2 separate regions of the Sus scrofa genome follow, and region 2 is linked to region 1. The links are chromatin contacts, called in public HiChIP or PLAC-seq maps. All regions are on one chromosome and are shown on one strand. The core of a region is the stretch at or near the end of the contact, and the rest is flanking DNA. Distances in the headings are between cores, read along the strand shown. Region 1 has its middle 82 kb from the start of KCNS3. Region 2 has its middle 15 kb from the start of MSGN1.

Region 1 (3,611 bases), core at 560-3,059:
TAAATTTGAGTTTCTGCATGTCAGTTTTCTTTAAGTGACAAAAGAAGTGTAAGACCGGTACACTGTTGACTACAAAATATTACTGAAGGAATGAAAAATGGCCTAAATAACTGGAGAGATATAACACATTTCTGGGTCAGAAGACTCAATATTCTTAAGATGTTAATTCTCCCCTACCTGATCTATCTTGAGGTTGATACAATCCCAATCAAAATATGAAGGAGGTAGAGTTCTCATTGTGGCTCAGCAGTAACAAACCCAGCTAGTATCTATGAGGATGCAAGTTCCATCCCTGGCCCCACTCAGTGGGTTAAGGACCCAGAGTTGCCGTGAGCTATGGTGTAGATCACAGACACAGCTTGAATATGGCATTGCTGTGGCCAGCAACTGCAGCTCTGATTCAACCCCTAGCCTGGGACTTCTATAGCCATGGGTACAGCCCTAAAAAAAAAGAAGAAAAAAAAATATATATATATATCAAGGATGTTTTGTTTGTTAAAGTTGACAAGCTGATTCTCAGTGTATGGAATAATATGAAGGTTATACGTGTCCATATCAACTTGAAAATAAGAACTAAGTTGTGATTCTTACCCTATTTTATTTCAAGACTTATTATAAAGCTACAATTTTGAAGACAGTGTGATGTTGGCATAAATGTAGACATAAAGATCAACAGAACAGAATGGGGTGTTCAAAAACAGAGTCACACATAACAGAGACAAAGTTAAGTAAGATACGGTTTCTGCCTTCAAGATGGCTATTCAGAATCTACGTGGATTCTGAGTACATTATATATTATAATGGAGTGCAATAAATGCTGCCAGAATCCAAATGTAGGCTGGCTAGCCTAACTGAGGGGATCTAGAAATTTTCCCTAGGGAAAATGATGTGTGGGCTGAATCCTGAACGATTAAAGAGTTTGCAAGATGAAGAAATAAGACAGCAGCATTCTGGGTAGCAACATATGGGAAGAAGCAGAGGCACGAATGGGCATAAGACAATCTGGTACCCACCAGTTATCCCCCCCGTGCTAGGAGTATGGAGATGAGAGACCGTAGAGGAAAACCAGCAGCCACATCATGACAAGCTGTATGCACTAAAATAGGAGGAATGGAAATTTATTCCACAGATAATCAAAAGCCATTGGAAAAAAAAATGTTACGTGTGTTTGTGATAGGGTTATATTTGGGTTTGACATATTACTCTGTCAGAAGGATAAAAACCAAACCAGTTAAATTAAGACTGAGGGTAGCAAGACCAGTTAGGATGCTACTAAAATATTCTGGATGGGATAGAGAAGAGCCTTAACCTAAGGCAAAGGCAATCAGGTTTGGGGTATAAAATATATTGTAGAGATCATCAGAAGGCATAGTTAAGATCATCTGATAACTGATTAGATGTGGGGCTGAGAAAAATTGGAGGAGAAAGAGGGAATGATGTACAGTTAATTTTTGTCCCTCTTTTTTCTCAGGTGTAACTTAAAGTCTCTGACTTTACTTAAAAGTAAGAAATAAAGCCCTCTTTTAGTAGGTGATCCTACACAAGAGCAGAAAACATTAAGTCAATTGTGCTTGGCCTCCGTGGGGGTGAAAATGAAAGCGCTCTTGGCCAGTAAAAGGACAGGTTGGTATACCAGCCCAGTACAAGCTCCCAATTTTCCCTTTCCAAGTAAAGCTGTGAGGCCCTTGCTGGTCTGCAAATGATTTATCTGCCTCAAATCCTGCCAAACTTTGGCCCAGCTCTATCCAGACACTAGGCTATAAATGGCTGAAGAAATAACAGGAAAGGAGCAGAGTTGAAAGGCCGCTGAGCAACTGTTTTTCTTTAGCTCTGTCTGAACTGAATAGTCAGCCAACTGGGGGTCAGCCCAATCACGTCCACCCCACCTTTTATTACTCAGTGAGACTACTCGTGTGCCCTAAGCTCAGAGCAGCCACTGGGTCTGGCAAAGTTCTCAAGAGCCTAAAGCCTCACTGCATATATTTCCTAGACCCACCAATAGCGCTGTTTATGTCTTGTTAAGCCACAAGGAACATTCCACTGTGCAAAGTCAGCTTATTGCAAGATTTTTTTTAGGGAAAAAAAAAAAGATGAAAATCTTCTGATCTCTTACTTGCCTGATTCCATCCTGACAGAGGTTTTTATTACTTACCAAAGCCTATGTGCTTTTCTAAATTTCCAAGGCCCTTGCAGTTGGAGAAGTCCAGGTAACAGTAACTAGTTCTGGCCAATAGGCACTGAGCAGAAGTGATGTGTTTCTTTTCTAAGCTAGAGCATTTATTTATTTATTTATTTATTTTAATTTTTTTTTTTTTTTTTTTTTTTGTCTTTTTGCTATTTCTTTGGGCCGCTCCTGCGGCATATGGAGGTTCCCAGGCTAGGGGTTGAATCGGAGCTGTAGCCACCGGCCTACACCAGAGCCACAGCAACTCGGGATCCAAGCCGCGTCTGCAGCCTACAGCACAGCTCACGGCAACGCCGGATCATTAACCCACTGAGCAAGGGCAGGGACCGAACCCACAACCTCATGGTTCCTAGTCGGATTCGTTAACCACTGCGCCACGACAGGAACTCCATAAGCTAGAGCATTTAAGAGTGCACAGCCCTCCGGCTCACTTTTCCTCTGTCAGCTGATCTGGAAGCCATGTTTTTCACATGGTGCCAAAGCAAGATGCAAGAAACTGAGATCTTTAAGTCACTGTGTAAAAGGGAACTGTCCTGAGGTTCCCGCTGTGGCTCAGCAGTATCAAGCCCGACTAGTATCCGCAAGGACTAGGGTTCCATCCCTGGCCTTGCTCAGTGGGTTAAGGATCTGGCATTGCCGTGAGCTATGGTGTAGTTGGAAGATGTTGCTGGGATCCCACATTGCTGCCTGTGGCTATGGCCGGCACCTGCAGCTCCGTTTCAACCCCATATGCCACAGGCGCAGCCCTAAAGAGACAAAAAGAAAAGAGAGAGAGAAAGGGAAAGGGAGACATTTAACAGGAAAATGTCCTAAGAAGCTCTACTTTAATTAATAAAGGGGGGTGGGTGATCTGTCCTAGAGAGCTGCCAGACTCTGGGTGAGAAATGAACCTTTATATATTAAGCCACTGAGATTGGGGACTTGTTTGTTACTGCATTAAAGCCTAGATTAGTCTGACTAAGAGATAATGAGGAAGAAAGCAAGGCATGGACTTCCACCTCAGGTAGTCACAACACAGCTTCAATTGCTGAATCATGCTAGAGTAAGAACCCAGCAAGAATCCAAGCCAAGTCAGAGCAGGACTCAAGCAGGCTTGGCCTGAGTGTATGGCCTCTGGTCTCCTCACCTTACTATCACCGTGGGCTTGGCTACTCTCAGATGCTCAGACAAGCATGAGCTGGGGATGGTGCTGAGCAGCCTATAGGCCAGGTAGCCTGCGGATTTAGAACAGATGGGAAAACTCAATCACACCAAGTTCCAAAAGAAGCTTTTCTGTGCTGCTAGGAAGTTAAAACGTAAGCACTTTGTCCCTTATCGAGTTACCAGCCAACACTCTCTGTATGCCAGGTGCTGTTTGAGGTCCCATTTGTCACTGAGCTTACACTCCAGACCCAGTGTGGCAGAAATTGCACCGCACAGAAGGCTA
Region 2 (3,611 bases), core at 724-3,223, 140 kb after region 1:
TAGGTGTGGCCCTAAAAGGACAAAAAAAAAAAAAAAAAAAAAAATTAGAATTTGCAGAGCAGTGACTAGGCCAGGAGCTGGCCTGAGAAGGTTCATGTATCAAGGATAAAGACTCAAGAATCATAGTTGCCCTCAGGTAGAATCAAAGCATCTGGGTAAAAGAAAGAAAGAAAGGACAAGGACAGGAGGAAGGAAGAAGAAAGGAAGGAGGAAGGGAGGAAGGGAGGGAGAATGAGAGGGAGGGAGGGAGAAGGGGACTGGGGGAGAAGCAGTCAGTAAAGGTAACAGGACACGAACAAGTAGGATATGATCAGGATTCTGAGTCCTTGCTGGAGCTCCGTTTAGCGTTCATGGCATAGCTCACATGCATACCTCCCATATTTTCATGACAAGAAGAATAACCTGGGGAGAGAGTTCCCGTTGTGGCTCAGCAGGTTAAGAACCTGACTAGTATCCATGAGGACACAGGTTTGATCCCTGGCCTCGCTCAGTCAGTTAAGGATCCTGTGTTACTGTGGCTGTGGCGTCGGCCGGCAGCTGCAGCTCTAATTGGACCCCTAGCCTGGGAACTTCCGTAAGCCACAGGTGTGGCCCTAAAAAGAAAGAAAGAAAAAAAAAAAAGAACCTGGGGAGAAGGAAGAGTTATTTTCAAAAGAAAGGTTTCCAGGCCCCTCTCCTAAAGAGTCTAACTGGATAAGTCTGGGCAGGAGCCGTGTAATCTCCGTAATTAAGAAGGTGGAAAGAGGGGAATCGCTGACAAACAGCTAAGACCTCCAGGGGCCCAAGAGTTACTGAGACTGGCACCAGGAAGCCAAGAGCTGTCCAATGCAGGCCCTTTGGTCTAGATTGTTAGAGACAAATCCTAGGAGGCAGAGTGCAGGCCTGGGGGGCCTCCAGGGCTTGACTTTACCATGTTATTAAAACCTCTCCTGTAACTTATCTGCCTCTCATTGAAGGCCAGCCATACTCTGGCCCATCCTGAGCCTTCCAACTTTATGTCCTCCTGGTCCTCAAGCATAATCTCTGCCCCGTTCCAGATGGCCCTACACTGTCCCTAGACCACATTTTCTTCTCTCAGCCTTTGCGTGGGCTGCATCCCTCACCCAAGGCTCTCCCTCCAACACACACCTGCCCCTTAACTTCTCAGATTCTCTCAGTCCCTCTAAGATGGCTTTCTGGCATCTTCTCCAGAAACCTGTGCCCCCTCTACTCCTCAGTGACCGTTCATATGGAAAGCCCAATTCAGAAGTTTATAGTACTGCCCGTATTGTTAATAATTTTTTCACTTGTTAAAAATCAGAAACAAGGACTTTAATAACACCTAATGCAGGACGATTGCCTTATAAGACGTAGATTTTCACATCTAATTATATCCTCGGAGCTTCACAACAACCTCATGGGATGGGTAGCATCATCATTGCCATCGGAGAATTGAGTAAACTGAAGTTTAGAGAGGCTTTTTGCGCTTGCCGGTGGCAAAACTAGCAATACGTGGCAGAATTAAGAGACTGGGCCACCATGGGATCCCTCATAGGAAAAGTTGAAATGTAGGGGGTTAATGAACGGCTTTCTTTGTGGTCCAGATCCAGGGGGAGGGCTGAGACATGAGGCTTTAAAGAACAGCTGCATCTCAGGGCTGAGCCTGTGTCATCCATGGGCTCAAATGGTGGGCTCATTGCAGCTGTTGAGGGCTTTAGGGAGCCAGACAGCTGTTACCAGGAGATGGATTCAAAGAGAACAGAGGAAATGGAATCTGCGGAAATAACCACACCCGGGGGTCCGTGCATGATACCCTTCTCGGAGCTCAAAGCATCCTGAAGATGTAATCTAATTATGCCTTGAAGGAAGACCAGGTTGGGCAAGTACAAGTGAGAAAGCCAGGCAGAGAGAAGGTAAGTGTCTTCAACTCGACTTTTTCCTGGACATTCTTAGGCATGGAAAGCAGAGTCTTTGAGGCTGCACAGCCTTTTCAATCATCAGATTTTGTGATGGGCTCTGCTGAAGAGTGGACCTGGGGAGCCTTGTCTGCCCGAAGGGACAAACAGCTGGGTTGGAGATAAATTTCCTACTCCCCTTCCCACCCCCCTCTTTTCCCCATAATGCAAACTGTTGCCATCTAATAGATCTTAGTTTTCTCCAACACTCTGGGGACTGTGCCTGAGCCCTTGGTCTGTTTTTGCTTTGGATATTCTCATTAAGCCAGCTTACTTGTCACTAAAGCTACCTATTCACTCCTCACTTTATCTCCCTTTTCTTCAGTCTGGACTTTCCTTTCTCACTGTCCATAGAGGACAGGCCACGCATCCCACTGCTAGTCCTTGGCTGGTGTAGTTTTCCTGCCTGGGGTGAGTGGTGCCGTTCCATTGCCTCTCCAAATCCTAATGGTGTTTTGCAGTCTACTCTGACTACCAGTCAACCCCTTGGTGGCGGGGGGTTGTGTCTACTGTGTCCGTGGGCTAACACAAGGCTTTCCTCCTATGGTACACGGCACTCAACTAGACTATGAGCTGAGGACTATGAGAGGCTTCCTTTCTTCAGTTACTCTCAATGGCCCATCACTTACTGTGTAATGATGTGTATTCAGTGCCCACTTGCTTAAAAACATCTATTTCTCTACTCTTTTAAACTCATTTTTCTACTTTAAAGCATCCTGTCCTATGTGGGGTTGAATTTTCAAATCATTATGAACATAGATGGAGTACTCTCCATGCATTTTGATTAGTACTTTATCTCACGGTTTAATCAACACACAACTCTAGGGGGTGGGGAGTGTTAGTATCCATACTTCACAATGAAACACCTGTGGCTTAAAGAGGTCAAGTAACCTGCTTGAGGTCACATGCTAATGGTCCAAGGTCTTAACCACTTGCTACAGTGCTTTGCATAAAACACTAAATGCCCTTTTAGGAAGTGTACAAATGAAGAGTTCTGATGTAATAGATGTTCCAAATAAATGGGTGGTCTGGCCTTTGGAGAATGGGGTGTTCCTCCCCAAACACTGGGCTCTTCCTACCATATCCTAAACCTTATCTAGAAAACATATGGCCCAACCAAGGGTTTGGTCCTCTTTAGATGCCTAACTGAAACTTATTACACTGAGGGTGACAACAGGCTTGGGTGGAGGTGGTCCGAACTCCAGTCCTGGTATTTCTATACGTCAGTGATTTGACCTCAGAAGACTTAGGGAAGGGGCTTGAACTCCACTTTCCTCATGACATATCTGTTTCCTGGAAAGCTATGATCATATATCTGTGGGTATGGCCTTGGAGGCAATTTTTTTTTCTTTTTACAAAAGTAGTAGCCAATTCTCTTAACTGAGCCAACAATGGGCCAGTTATGAAGTAAGCCAGTGAACTTTCTTGGGAAGCCTGAGGCCAAAATAGAAACGGGCTCAACCTGTTTTCGGGAGTGATCTTTGCTGAGAATATATTCTTGCTGCAGCTCTGTTTTAGAAACTTAACTGGTCACATTACACCTCAGTCAAATTCTTTGGCAGGTAATACTGTCAGGCAGCTGACCTAACCTGCAGAAGGAGACTGAACACATGGTTCAGAACTACCATATCCCGATGTCTGCTAGGTTGGATCCCAGGGGCTGGATGGAGAAGTTAC

Evidence for each region. HiChIP or PLAC-seq counts read pairs in DNA pulled down with a chosen protein or histone mark.
Region 2: a contact with region 1 is called in an H3K27ac HiChIP or PLAC-seq map of skeletal muscle. The contact joins two enhancer-like sites.

What each region holds. Positions count from the first base shown.
Region 1 is chr3:119,904,517-119,908,127 of Sscrofa11.1, forward strand. No RefSeq gene overlaps it. Among named protein-coding and RNA genes, the nearest start is that of KCNS3, 82 kb to the right of the region's middle. Within about 2 kb of position 1,810, at least 15 of the 83 cell types and tissues checked have an H3K27ac peak or open chromatin away from gene starts, as enhancers often do. A contact at or near this core is called in skeletal muscle, where this site is marked.
Region 2 is chr3:120,047,613-120,051,223 of Sscrofa11.1, forward strand. No RefSeq gene overlaps it. Among named protein-coding and RNA genes, the nearest start is that of MSGN1, 15 kb to the left of the region's middle. Within about 2 kb of position 1,974, at least 4 of the 83 cell types and tissues checked have an H3K27ac peak or open chromatin away from gene starts, as enhancers often do. A contact at or near this core is called in skeletal muscle, where this site is marked.